Linked DNA regions of Xenopus laevis: region 1 is linked to region 2. Evidence: chromatin contacts called from public Hi-C data. All regions are on one chromosome and are shown on one strand. The core of a region is the stretch at or near the end of the contact, and the rest is flanking DNA. Distances in the headings are between cores, read along the strand shown. Region 1 has its middle 11 kb from the start of abhd11.L. Region 2 has its middle 28 kb from the start of mettl27.L.

Region 1 (5,994 bases), core at 445-2,944, 120 kb before region 2:
TATCATCTAGCCAGGAGGTCTATGTGTTATCAGACATGGGCTGGTGTGTCTCCTGCTCAGCACATAGTTATGGTGGACAAGAGGTCATCATGGAGGTAGTCAGTTCAGAGTTACATAGCAGCCGAGGAATAACCATGAGGGGAGAAGTCTGTACAGTTGCAGGACTGCTGTATTGCCGCAATATGCAGCAGCCCCATGACAGCATAAACAAATTAACAGATTTTATATTAGAGTTTAGTTATTTGCGAAATAATTTTCTTTTTCTTGTTTGTTTTTATACCATTCTGTGCAGCTTCCCCCTATTGAACCACAATCTTTCTATATAAAACAATGACTGTTCTCTTTTATTTCTTACTCTGCACAATGACTTCTGTTCCCAGCTAAGCCTGTCAAGCACTGCCTGTGGCATCTTCAATAACATTATGCAGTGTCTGTTCTGTTTACTCTACCCTTACTGACCAATGTTTTTTTATTTCAGAACAGCTCATTAAACACCGACTTACTGTTCAGGCAGACATAATTAGGTACTCAGTCCTGCTCCCTCCCATATTGAGATTGCAGGTATGGGACCTGTTATCCGGATATCGGTTATCCAGAAAGCTGAATTACAGAAAGGCCGTCTCCCATAGACTCCATTTTATCCAAATAATCCAAATTTTGAAAAATGATTTCCTTTTTCTCTGTAGTAATAAAACAGTACCTTCTACTTGATCCCAACTAAGATATAAAAACTCCTTATTGGAAGCAAAACCAGCCTATTGGGTTTATTTAATGTTTACTTGATTTTATAGTAGACTTAAGGTATGAAGATCCAAATTACAGAAAGATCCATTATCTGGATAACCTCAGGTCCCAAGCATTCTGGATAACAGGTTCCATATCTATATTAGCTCTTCAATACAGGTACGGGACAACCTATCCAAAATGCAGGGGACCTAGTGTTTTCAGAATAACGGATCTTTTTGTAATTTGGATCGTTATACCTTAACTGGTCTGCTAGAAAATTATCTAAATATCATCCATATAAAAATGATTTTTAGAAGGCATCAATTTATGATATCATGTTTCCTTTGGAATACAGGCTTCCAATATTGCTTCCAATAAGGATTGATGACATTTTAGTTTGGTCAAGTACAAGGCACTGTTATATTATTACAGAGAAAAAGGAAATCAATTTTTAAAAATGTGGATTATTTGGATAACATGGAGTGTATGGGAGGCAGACTTTCTTTAATTTGGAGCTTTCTGTATAATGAGTTTCCAGATGAGAGATCCGATACCTGTACCTACTTTTTTATATGAATCAGAACAGGTCCAGTTCATGGAAACTGGGTTCACATGAGGTAGACATGTCCTGAGTTGCAGACCCCAATTGGCTTCTAATGAAATTCACCTTAATGTATGAATAAGAATCTTGCTTCAGGCAGCAGTTAGGATCCAGTTACCAGGAACTGCCTCTGGTGAGCTGAATGTGATAGAGACCTTAGATTGTATGCTCACTGGGGCAGGGACTGATGTGAATGATGATCAATATCTGTACACAAGCCCGGGTTTGTGGCGACAAATTTTCAGGGTTGGCATGCCGCCCAGCCGCATCGTAGTGAGCACCAGGGAGTTGCAGCTCCCCAGTGATCCGGCGCATGCGTGCTCTCGCACAGGGATGAGGGCGGAGCGCAACAAAGCCGGCAGGCTCTAGGACCTGACGGCCTAGGTGCGCCAGACAAGGAAGTCCGAGTCTGTCTGTACAGCATTGGGGAATATGTTGGCACTAAACAAAACAAAAAGCAAAATAATAATAATAATGTGTGCCGTCCTGCATGTTGCCAAATCACACAAAGACTTGGAATAAGAGGGTGCTATTGCAGTAGGAAGTGACTCATGATGATCCATGGTGATTTATTTGCTCTTACTCAGAAGCGACGATCAAAATTACTGATATGCCATAGCAAAAGAACAAGATGTAACTATTGCATTTTAAAAACAAGACGCAATATGAAATAACGTAAGTGCCTGTGGAAGCAGATGTAATAGGCACAAGGGAGCAAACCACTAGGTGCAAAATGTCAAGGATTAAAAGGTCATACAGAAAGAAAAAGAGCTGTTTTATTGTGGAAAATGGCAATGAATGTTGTAAAATTTCTGTATACTGTACATGATGTACACTAGCATGGCTTGTGCTTTGTGGCATAAACACAATTTTGTGGCAACTAGCTGACATTCTGGGGAAAAAGGCTTGGGAAATTATTGGACTTTGCCCTTAGCCCTTCTTTTTTAACAGGCCAAGTATTTTTCACCATTTTTCTTTACTTAACCCCGCATATTTTATGAGTAAAAATATAGCTGCTATATTAATAGACCACCACAAGAAGGTGCTCTTATGTCACCTACGTGTTTGAATTCAAGCCTTTGGCAGCTAGAGTGCTTTTCATTACCCTTTAATTTCAGTGTTGTAGCCCAGACAATTCCTACCTGTTTTCCAGAAAGCTCTGAATTATAGGAAGGCCATCTCACACAGAGCCCATTTTTTTTTTTTAAACTCTTTATTTAAGCATTTGTAAAAAAAGGGGGGGAGTAAGGATACAGAAAGAAAGAAATGGGGGGGGGAGGGTGCAAATACGAGTTAGTACAATAAATGGTCTTCATTTTGAAATTACAAAGTCACATTAGTATTAGATTAAGTTCAGATGTGAGAGAGCATATATTGAAATAGAGCATACATTATGAAAGGAGAGATTCAATGGTTTCTTTTCCCTAGATAAGGACAGGCTGATCTATCTGTACACTTCCAACTCTTAAGTATGAGTGACTATAAAGCAATTAAATTAAATTACTTGATGGGTCTTTCCTAAAGTTTAACCAACTTCAGATAGCTGATCACACAGAGCCCATTTTAATAAAATAATTCACATTTTTAAAACTGATTTAATTTTCCTCTGTCTTAATTAAACAGTATCTAGTACTTGATCCCACAATATATTTTTAATCCTTATTCGAGACAGAACAAGCCTATTGGGTTTATTTATTTATTTTTTAAACATACAGAAAAAAGAAGACAAAATTAAAATAATGACATATTTCAGTATGGAAGCATTTGACATTGTACAGTATTGTATTAAACATTGATCGCTTTCTAACCCCACATTACATTTTCATTTGCAATCTGCAGTTGTGGAGAATTTATTATATCATTGAGAAGAAGAAAAAAAATGTAACAAGACAGAACAAATAAAGTAACTTAACAATCATAACTGATAGCATTGTGAAGTTTGTATCCGTTGGGGGTAACGTCCATACAAATAAAGGTACATACATAGTTATACCAATAAATTGGGTGTTCAAGGATTATACTTCTGCTATTAGTGAGACTTAAATGTCAGACTGTTACGCCTCTATAATGAATCCATAGATCCCAAATCTTATGAAAATTGTCTAATTCACCACTAGATACCATAGTAAGTTTCTCCATTACCATGTAATTATCCAGTCTAGTTTTAACTATTTGAAGGTCAAGAGAAGGTGTTTTCGAAGCCTTAGCAATGGTTTGTGTGGTAGCAGAGAAAATTCTGCTAAAAAGCTTTCTACCACATTTGTTATATCCTGCCACTCTTCCATGTAGTGCTTCTGCAGGAGTTTTACTTAAATGTAACTTTTGGGTTTATTTAATGTTGAAATTATTTTTTAGTAGAGTAAAGGTATGGAGATCCAAATTACAGAAAGAACCCTTATCCAGAAAATCCCAGATCCCAAGCATTCTGGATAACAGGTCTCATGCCTGTATAAGAAAGGAAACCTGATAGCATAAATTGGTGCCTTATAAAAATAATTTATATATGTATGATATTTCCCCTATTGTAAAATGGAAGGATATTAGAAGTTACTGAGGAGTTCCAGAGATGAGTTACATGACCATATAAAGGCAAGAGAGACTGAAGGCCAAGTGCTTTTATAGCGGAGAAGCATATTCATGGGAGTGTATTATAGTGAAATAATTTTGAATGCACATATTTACTTTTTATGTTCATTTACTACATATGATACTGACAAAAGGAGAATAATGGGCTTGTTCTCTTTCTTTCTTATTTATAGATTTTTTACACATTGCTTTGTGATTTAGAGAATTAAAGGGGAACTAAAGCCTTGTGCAATGAAAAGTGAATTCCTGTTACATAATAGTGTCAGAGACCTATGCCATATTAAAAGAAGTCACCCTGATGAGCCTCCAATTGCCATTTAGGATTTATCTGGCACAACCCTCCTCCAAGACTCTTTGTGGCATAGGATACTCAATTAAAAAGTCACTTTAGGTGGATTAAATAGGTGCTATTATAATATTGGGAATCTCTGGGCACACAGATGTGTTAATACTCCATAGTGATCATATAGTGTTATTATCCCCTTAAAAGAAGCTAGCAAGTGGTATGTTGTACTTGTAAATTATTTTGACTGATTGATTAATCTGATTATTAAATGGTGCAGTGGCATAACTAGCTGGGAGCAGACCCAACGGGTGATTGGTCATAAAGACCAACATGCTGACTTCTCAAAAAAAAATCACTTTCAACCCAGGGGCGTAACTACAGAGGAAGCAGACCCTGTTAGCCAGAGTCCATTATACATGGGACTATCTGTACACTGGTAATCTAATTATCTACCTAGCAAGAACTAAACATGGAGTAGCTTCAGGTTCCCCGTTTTCCCTGTTTAACTCAAGAGATAGCAAAAACTGATTTTTCATGATTAAAACAATAGGCAGAAAGTATGTTCATCGCAAGCCCTGTTCATTGCACTCATGTTGAACAAGGGGGGTATGGTTTAAAAGGAATGAGATTCTAGAACTCCATCCATCATCTGTGAAAAGCTCATTCAATGGAAATCTCCACTGTGGGGCACTGCAGAGCAGCAGCTGTGTACTGTGCTTGGAAAAGAAAATCCTGTGCCCTAAAGATTTATTTCTTTCCTCAGAAAGAATAACAGTTTTGGGATAATTGTTCTTTATAACACAAGATGGTGTCAGTAACCTTATATATGCATTTTTTACAATCTTCAGTTATTTGTAGCATGTGAAACCCATCTGTTTGGATGATCCATGTTCATTTATGAAAGGTGAATTAGGGAGAAGGATCAAGTCATTTTTAAAAAATGAAATGAATAAAACAACATGAGCATATTGCGTGTTATAGATTTACATGTCATTTTGTCCATGAAATTTACAAGTACAATAGGTGAAAATATGCAGAAACAAATAAATTATTTTAAATAATGTGCCTTTTCACTAGCATTGTAGGTTTAATATAATAACCAGAGTAAGCCAATGTTACTTCTGGCTATCATGAAAATCTTGGGCGGCGTGACAGTAACTCATTAAATGCCAAAAGGTCTCCTACACACACAAGCCTGGGGGCAGATTTATGTGCAGGAGATCCCATTAACAGCCATATGTTCTACAGGAAAATACACATAATGATTGGCCGCATGGAATGTAAATTGCTGCTTCCACTGAAAGTATACTCGTCAATATTGTGACTGTTCCTACAAATAGATGGCAGGGTAAAGGGTTGGGTAGAACAAGTAAACAGGGAATAATTATGAAATGCACCTTTCAGCCCTTATTCATCTAGTGAAAGCAGTGCAGATGACTGAAAGTAGGTGATGCGCTAATCAACATAGGGTGAGTCACATCCGAAACGCTCTGCTGCAAAGGATCAGTAGTTTCCCTGAAACAGAATGGTATCTGTGAAAGCAAAGTTGTTTAGGGCAGGCAGATAAAACGTTCTTATAGTAAACATAGTTCATGCTATTAAAATCATCTATATGCATTTTTCCTAAAAATAAACCAATTTTAAAATCCACAGAACTTTCATTATAAGTGTTGAATGGAAGTATGAGAAGGTAAACATACAGTTATTTTCTTCATTTCCCTCCCCTACATATTCTGAAAGTGTTGATTGCACTTGCATTAATGGCGAATGGACAAGTCAATAATCAGTTTCACTA
Region 2 (5,890 bases), core at 2,303-4,802:
GCATTGGATCCTTGTATGAACCTGAAATAAAAAGCATATTCCATGTACCGGAGTGCCGTCCTTCTTTTTTGAAGTCTAAGTGAATTCTAGCAGTGGGGACGCTGCGGACTGAGCACCCGATTGGAGCAGCGAACAGGGAGTGTGAACTTGGAGCGGTCCCCCACTTGTGAAGTCAAATCTTTAGACAGTGAGCACCCAGCATCCTGATGATAGTGATAAATCTGGTGAGCCAAACTTATACATAATTATACATAATTATGGTACATCTCAACTAGGAACACGGCCACATTTGCTTCAACTGAACATGCTTCTGGCTGCCAGAGCGCTGTAAAAATAATGTCAAACAACTGGAGTTATCACCCACCAACCCTGTTGTGCTCCTCTGCATTTTAATAATTGGTCTTGGCAAATGAGCAGGATTGGGGAATGCACATGGTATGATTTGGGTGAAGGATGGAAAACTCAAATGATATGAACATGGGTTTCCTTGTCCTTTAAAGGAGAGCAATCAGGTACGTGATTATAATCACTGGGGAGGGGGTTTCCCAACATTTGGCACTCCCCATTTATTTTAAGTTTAGTCCCCCTAAAATGAACCTTGTACCATTAATGGTGGAATTAATGATTAGGTTTGATAAAACTAATTCTTTTTATGTTTAAGTCAATATTTCTTATCACAAACTAGCTTTTGATCTATGTTATAGGCTTTGTACCTGCAAGATTGGTTTTAACTGTTTCCAGTAGCACTAAACTATGTAGGATTTAAGTGCTTTTGAAAATCTGGTTTACTCAATAAGTATTACCTTCCAATGCTGTGCCACTTTTTACATATAGTGGGACAATCATTTCTCTTTCTTTTCTTTTCAAATTCTTTTTATTGAGTTTGCAATAAAATATGAATAATTTACATAGCTTTTTGATAATCACCATTTCTCATACTATATGCTTACAATGTGGATGTTATTCAAATAAGTCTATAGAGTACTAGAAATTCCTTAGCCAAATCCATCCACAGGCTTTAATTTAGACATCCTTACCTGCTCCTATAGCCTCCAGTCTATGCAGGTCTTTTAAGTCTGGATCACCTGCTCTTTTCTCAGTAGGTATAGACATAGGTTAAGTACCCATGCTTTCCTGTCACTATAGACTTCTTCATCGTAATATTTGCAAGACGTGACAGGTAGAATGTATTTCAAAGGTGAATGTAGAAGTGACCCATGCAGGAGGCATTTGTATGAAGCAATTAGGTCTGTATGCAAAGACCAAGTACTGTATACAGGGTGACTATAAAGTTACTGATTTACATAGTCTCAAAATAACCTTATTATAGGCAGAAGAGGTTGCTGCCCAGAGCCCCCAATGGATGGGCCCTAGGCAGCTTCTTTTTCTACCTAACCCTAGTTCCGGCCCTGCCTGAAACTCTCTGCTAGTGCTCCTATCGTCAGAAAACTGCATCTGTCTGATGATTTTACGAAAAAGCCCTTTATATCACTATACTGTGCATGACTCTGCCTGGAAAATTCAAGACAGAAGAAGCAGAGTAAAAGGATCGTTCCATGCTGTTGGCTGGAAGAGCCCCAGGGCTGTGCAGTTAACTGCTGATAGGAGCACCGGCCCAGGGTATCAGGTTAGTAAATACATGCATGGATCCATTATCCAGAAACCTGTTATCCAGAAAGCTCCAAATTAAAGGCCTGTCGTCCGTAGACTACATTTTATCCAAATAATCCAAGTTTTTAATAATGATTTCATTTTCCTCTGTCATAATAAAACAGTACCTTGTTCTTGATCCCAACTAAGATATAATTAATCCTTATTGGAAGCAAAACCAGCCTATTCGGTTCATTTCATGATTACATGATTTTCTAATAGACTGAAGGTAAGAAGAACCAAATTATGGAAATATCAATTATCCAAAAAACCCCAGGTCCGGAGCATTCTGGATATTTGTTCCCATACCTGTACAATCACTTACTAACTTTTGGTGCCCCCCAAGTTAAGAAGACTCTCCTTCTCCTTTCAATGAAAACATGGAGCAAGATATGCAAGATACTAACCACATTAGAAAACTGACCATTCCCTTTTTATTTGAACACGATTATATTCTTTATGCTGATATTTGTGAAAAAGCGGAGCTTAATTGCAATGACCAGTCAGAAACCGGATCTAGAACACAACTACCTGCTTTGTGTGCTGATATTTTGCAGCAGTGTGGCTTTGACGTCTGTCCTGCCTAATTATAACCTGTGCTATTCAATTAAATGCCAGCATTAACTCTGTATAAAGGTTTAAGGATGTCCTGAAACCAGTTACTTCTCTTTTTTTCACAGACTTTTGGGTAACAGAGTTTATTTAATAATGTTCAACACATTTCAGTTCCTGAAGAAACCTAATTTATATTAACATATGCCAACAATCCATTCCCCACTGACTTTTTGTTCTTCATTTCAGAGCACTGATACTGCTGGGTTACCATGCCCTCTGCAGGGAAAAGCCAGGAGCTGTTCCATCTATAATTACAGCCGTTAGGGAAAATGAAAACCATGAGTTGTGCCGTGTGAGTGCATTCACATTCGAACCTGTCAAAACCTCTGTCTTTCCATGATGCTAATTAAGTATGAATTTTGAAAGCATCATTTATATCATTCGATACATTTTCATGGTCTCAGAGAGATATGTCTGACCTTTCCAATTATCCTTTTAGCATTCTACAGGCTTTACTCAACTCGTGTTTTGATGAGCTGGCTCTATTTCTAAACCACTGCACACAGATGTCAGGCCAAGTGTCTCTGTCGGGAGAACAGAAAAACGAGAACATCCTAAACATGGGAATTGCTGTCCGTACCTGAACCAAAAATGAACGAAGACAACAGAATATCTGCAGGTGGTGAAAGGCTCCAGCTGAAAGTGATCAAACCATTAAACAACCACAATAACATTGAGTAAGTTATCACTTACACACAGATTTAGTCCCATAGCCCACAGTATGACGAATTTCTTTCACTACAGCTTTGGTTGCTCAATGTCTTAAAGGGGTGGTTCACCTTTATATAATGGCCCAGGCCCAGGTCAAGCCAGCTGGGTGCCCAAGGCTTTGCCGCTGCGTGCGTCCCGGAGTGCGCATGCACGCTCAATATTTAAATTTGTGGAGGGGAAGAAAGCGTGCACAGAAGCATGCTGGAGAGTGCCAATGGGAGAGAAAGGGTCCAGACTACGGGTAGGCTGAAAGAAGAGGTAGGTGCTTGGCGCCCTCACTTCACTTCAGGCACGTGCCTATTCTATTTTTTTTTATCGTTTTTGAATGATTTGCTTTCTTTTTCTGACTCTTTCCAGCTTTAAAATGGGGGTCACTGACCACCAGGGCCGGGCCAAATCACAGGCGCACCCAAGGCAATTCTCTCTCATCACCCCGCCCCCCGCACATTTCCGCAGAGACACATTTGGTAGGCGGGGGGTGGAGGATTGACGCGCCAGGAGGTGTAAGAGGTCTTGACACGCCGGGAGGCATGTGAGGAGTAGTGGGAGTAGTGGGAAAGGTAGTGACACGGCGGGAGGGGTGGTGACACACCGGGAGGAGTCGAAGCAATAGTGACATGGCGGGAGGAGTTGGAGGGGAAGTCAGGCTCCAGGAGGTGGTGTGCGGGAGGTAATCCTGTGCGTCGGTGTGGGTGAGTGGCAGCTAGAGACTAGAGGCAGCCAGGCAGAAGAGGTATATGCCTAGCGCCCCCTTAACTTTGCGCCCTAGGCAAGTGCCTAGTCTGCCGAACCCTAGTTCCAGCCCTATTGACCACATCTAAAAATCAAATGCTCTCTAAGGCATTTATTAAGACATTTATTGTTATTACTACTTTTTATTACTCATCTTTTTATCCATGCACTATCCTATTTGAATGCCAGTCTCTCATTCAAATCAATGCATGGTTACTATGGTGATTTGGATAAATAGAAGTTAGTACAACAAAGCAAACATAATTTATTTTGGGGGACGGTCCACTTAAAAATATTCTTTTTAATTTAGCATACATTTGTGCACCAAACTTCACAGATCTACAGTTGCTTGGAACTCCTCTTTATGGTCAGGGCACACAGGCTGATTCGGGGAGATTAGCTGCCCGGCGACAAATTTCCTCTTCTTTGGGCCGACTAATCTCCCTGAACTACCTCCCCTGCCTTCCCACTGGCTAAAATGTAAATTGCCGGCAGGATTCGTTTTATGAAGTTTTCTGAAGTCGCCCGAAGTTGCCTCACGAGGAGCAACAAAAGCATGAAAGTTCCTGGGGATGCCAAATAAGTGCTTTGATTGGCTATTTGGTAGCCCCTATATGGAGTGGCAACCTACAGGAGGGTTGTTTGGTACTAAACCTGTTTTTTATGCAACCAAAACTTTTATGCAGATTTTCAAAAATAAGCATCTGCTTTGAGGCCCTTTGGCAGGTGAGGAACATGTTGCTCACACGCTATTGGTTTGGGATCACTGGTATAGCATTATACATTTTGGACTTTCGGTCTTCCCATTTGGGGAGCTCATACTCATAACAGGGTTACAGATATATAAAAAAAGACACTCAGTAAGCATTCACTCCAAGCCTCAAGGTAAATAATCTTCAGGGCCGAGCTTTCTGCAGTATCTAGAACAAATATATATGCCTAATATTATTCTATGATGTGAATAGCAAAGTTTCTTATATCTAAACAATTGGTGGCAGTGGCACCTTATCTGGAGTATAGGCAAATTACACAGTGTAAATCAGTGCAGATCTAGAGTTACAAATCAAGTACTCTGGCCACGCTGTATGGTGTACTATCAGGTACTTGGATGGTTGCTATTCCTGTCAGTTCAGAACCAGAATCCTTTACATACAGCTAATAAGAAAAGGCCACTTCAGACCTATCTTCCATCTAGCGTCCCCCACTTCACAGCTCCTGCATATAATATGCTGCTACCTTTCCAGTTGCTCAGCCACCGGCATCCCAAATTAGGGGTGGGGAGGGAAATCACATGACTTTTCGTCACAAAACAAGGAAGTCATTTTCACCCCTTCCCACCCCTAATTTGCATATGCAAATTAGGGTTCGGTATTCGGCCGAATCTTTCACAAAGGATTCTGGGGTTCGGCCGAATCCAAAATAAGGGATTAAGGGACTTCTGTCATGATTTTTATGAAGTCGTTTATGTCTAAATTACACTGCAAATATTTCACTCTATCATATAAAATTTTATTCCTGAACCAGCAAGTGTTGTTTTTTTTATTAGAATATTGGTGTGTAGGCAGCCATCTCAGATCATTTTGCCTGGTCATGTGCTTTTCAGAAAGAGCCAGCACTTTAGGATGGACCTGCTTTCTGGCAGGCTGTTATTTCTCCTATTTAGGGTTGTGACACACGGGCAGATTTGGGGTGATTTAGTCGCCTGGCGACTAATCGCCTCTTCTTCTGGGCGACAATCTCCCTGAACTGCCTTCGCGTTTCTTCCCGTCCGCTATAATTAAAAGTCGCCTGCACTAAAGCACATGCGCGCTTCGTTTTGCGAAGTCTCCCAACGTTTCCTCGTTCTATACAGGCAGATATTTATTAAGGATTGTGGTTACAATATTGCAGCAAACAATCACACAAAACTTGAACAAAAACACAGCAGAGACCTCACTTGCAAGGAAGCAAAAACCCTAAAACACAATAGGACTTGTGTTGAAGTTACTTTCTGCCTAATGTTTTAAAGGGGACCTGTCATCCAGACATAAAAAGCTGTATAATAAACGTCCTCCTCAAATTAAATATGAAAGCCAAATATTTCTTTTTTATTAAAACATTCATAGTTGTTGTAAACTAATTTAAAAATCTCAGCTGTCAATCAAATATTGCCTGCCCCTCCTCTAAGCCTTAGACACAGAGG

What was found. A called contact is a pair of places that touch in the nucleus more often than the background predicts.
Region 1: a Hi-C map of animal cap shows a contact between it and region 2, with 5 times the contacts expected there. The contact joins two enhancer-like sites. A contact is called at or near these places in 3 of 4 Hi-C or Micro-C datasets (the XL177 cell line, the XTC cell line and animal cap).

What each region holds. Positions count from the first base shown.
Region 1 is chr2L:42,804,526-42,810,519 of Xenopus_laevis_v10.1, reverse strand. No RefSeq gene overlaps it. Among protein-coding and RNA genes, the nearest start is that of abhd11.L, 11 kb to the left of the region's middle. Within about 2 kb of position 1,694, at least 1 of the 7 cell types and tissues checked has an H3K27ac peak or open chromatin away from gene starts, as enhancers often do.
Region 2 is chr2L:42,691,058-42,696,947 of Xenopus_laevis_v10.1, reverse strand. No RefSeq gene overlaps it. Among protein-coding and RNA genes, the nearest start is that of mettl27.L, 28 kb to the right of the region's middle. Within about 2 kb of position 3,552, at least 1 of the 7 cell types and tissues checked has an H3K27ac peak or open chromatin away from gene starts, as enhancers often do.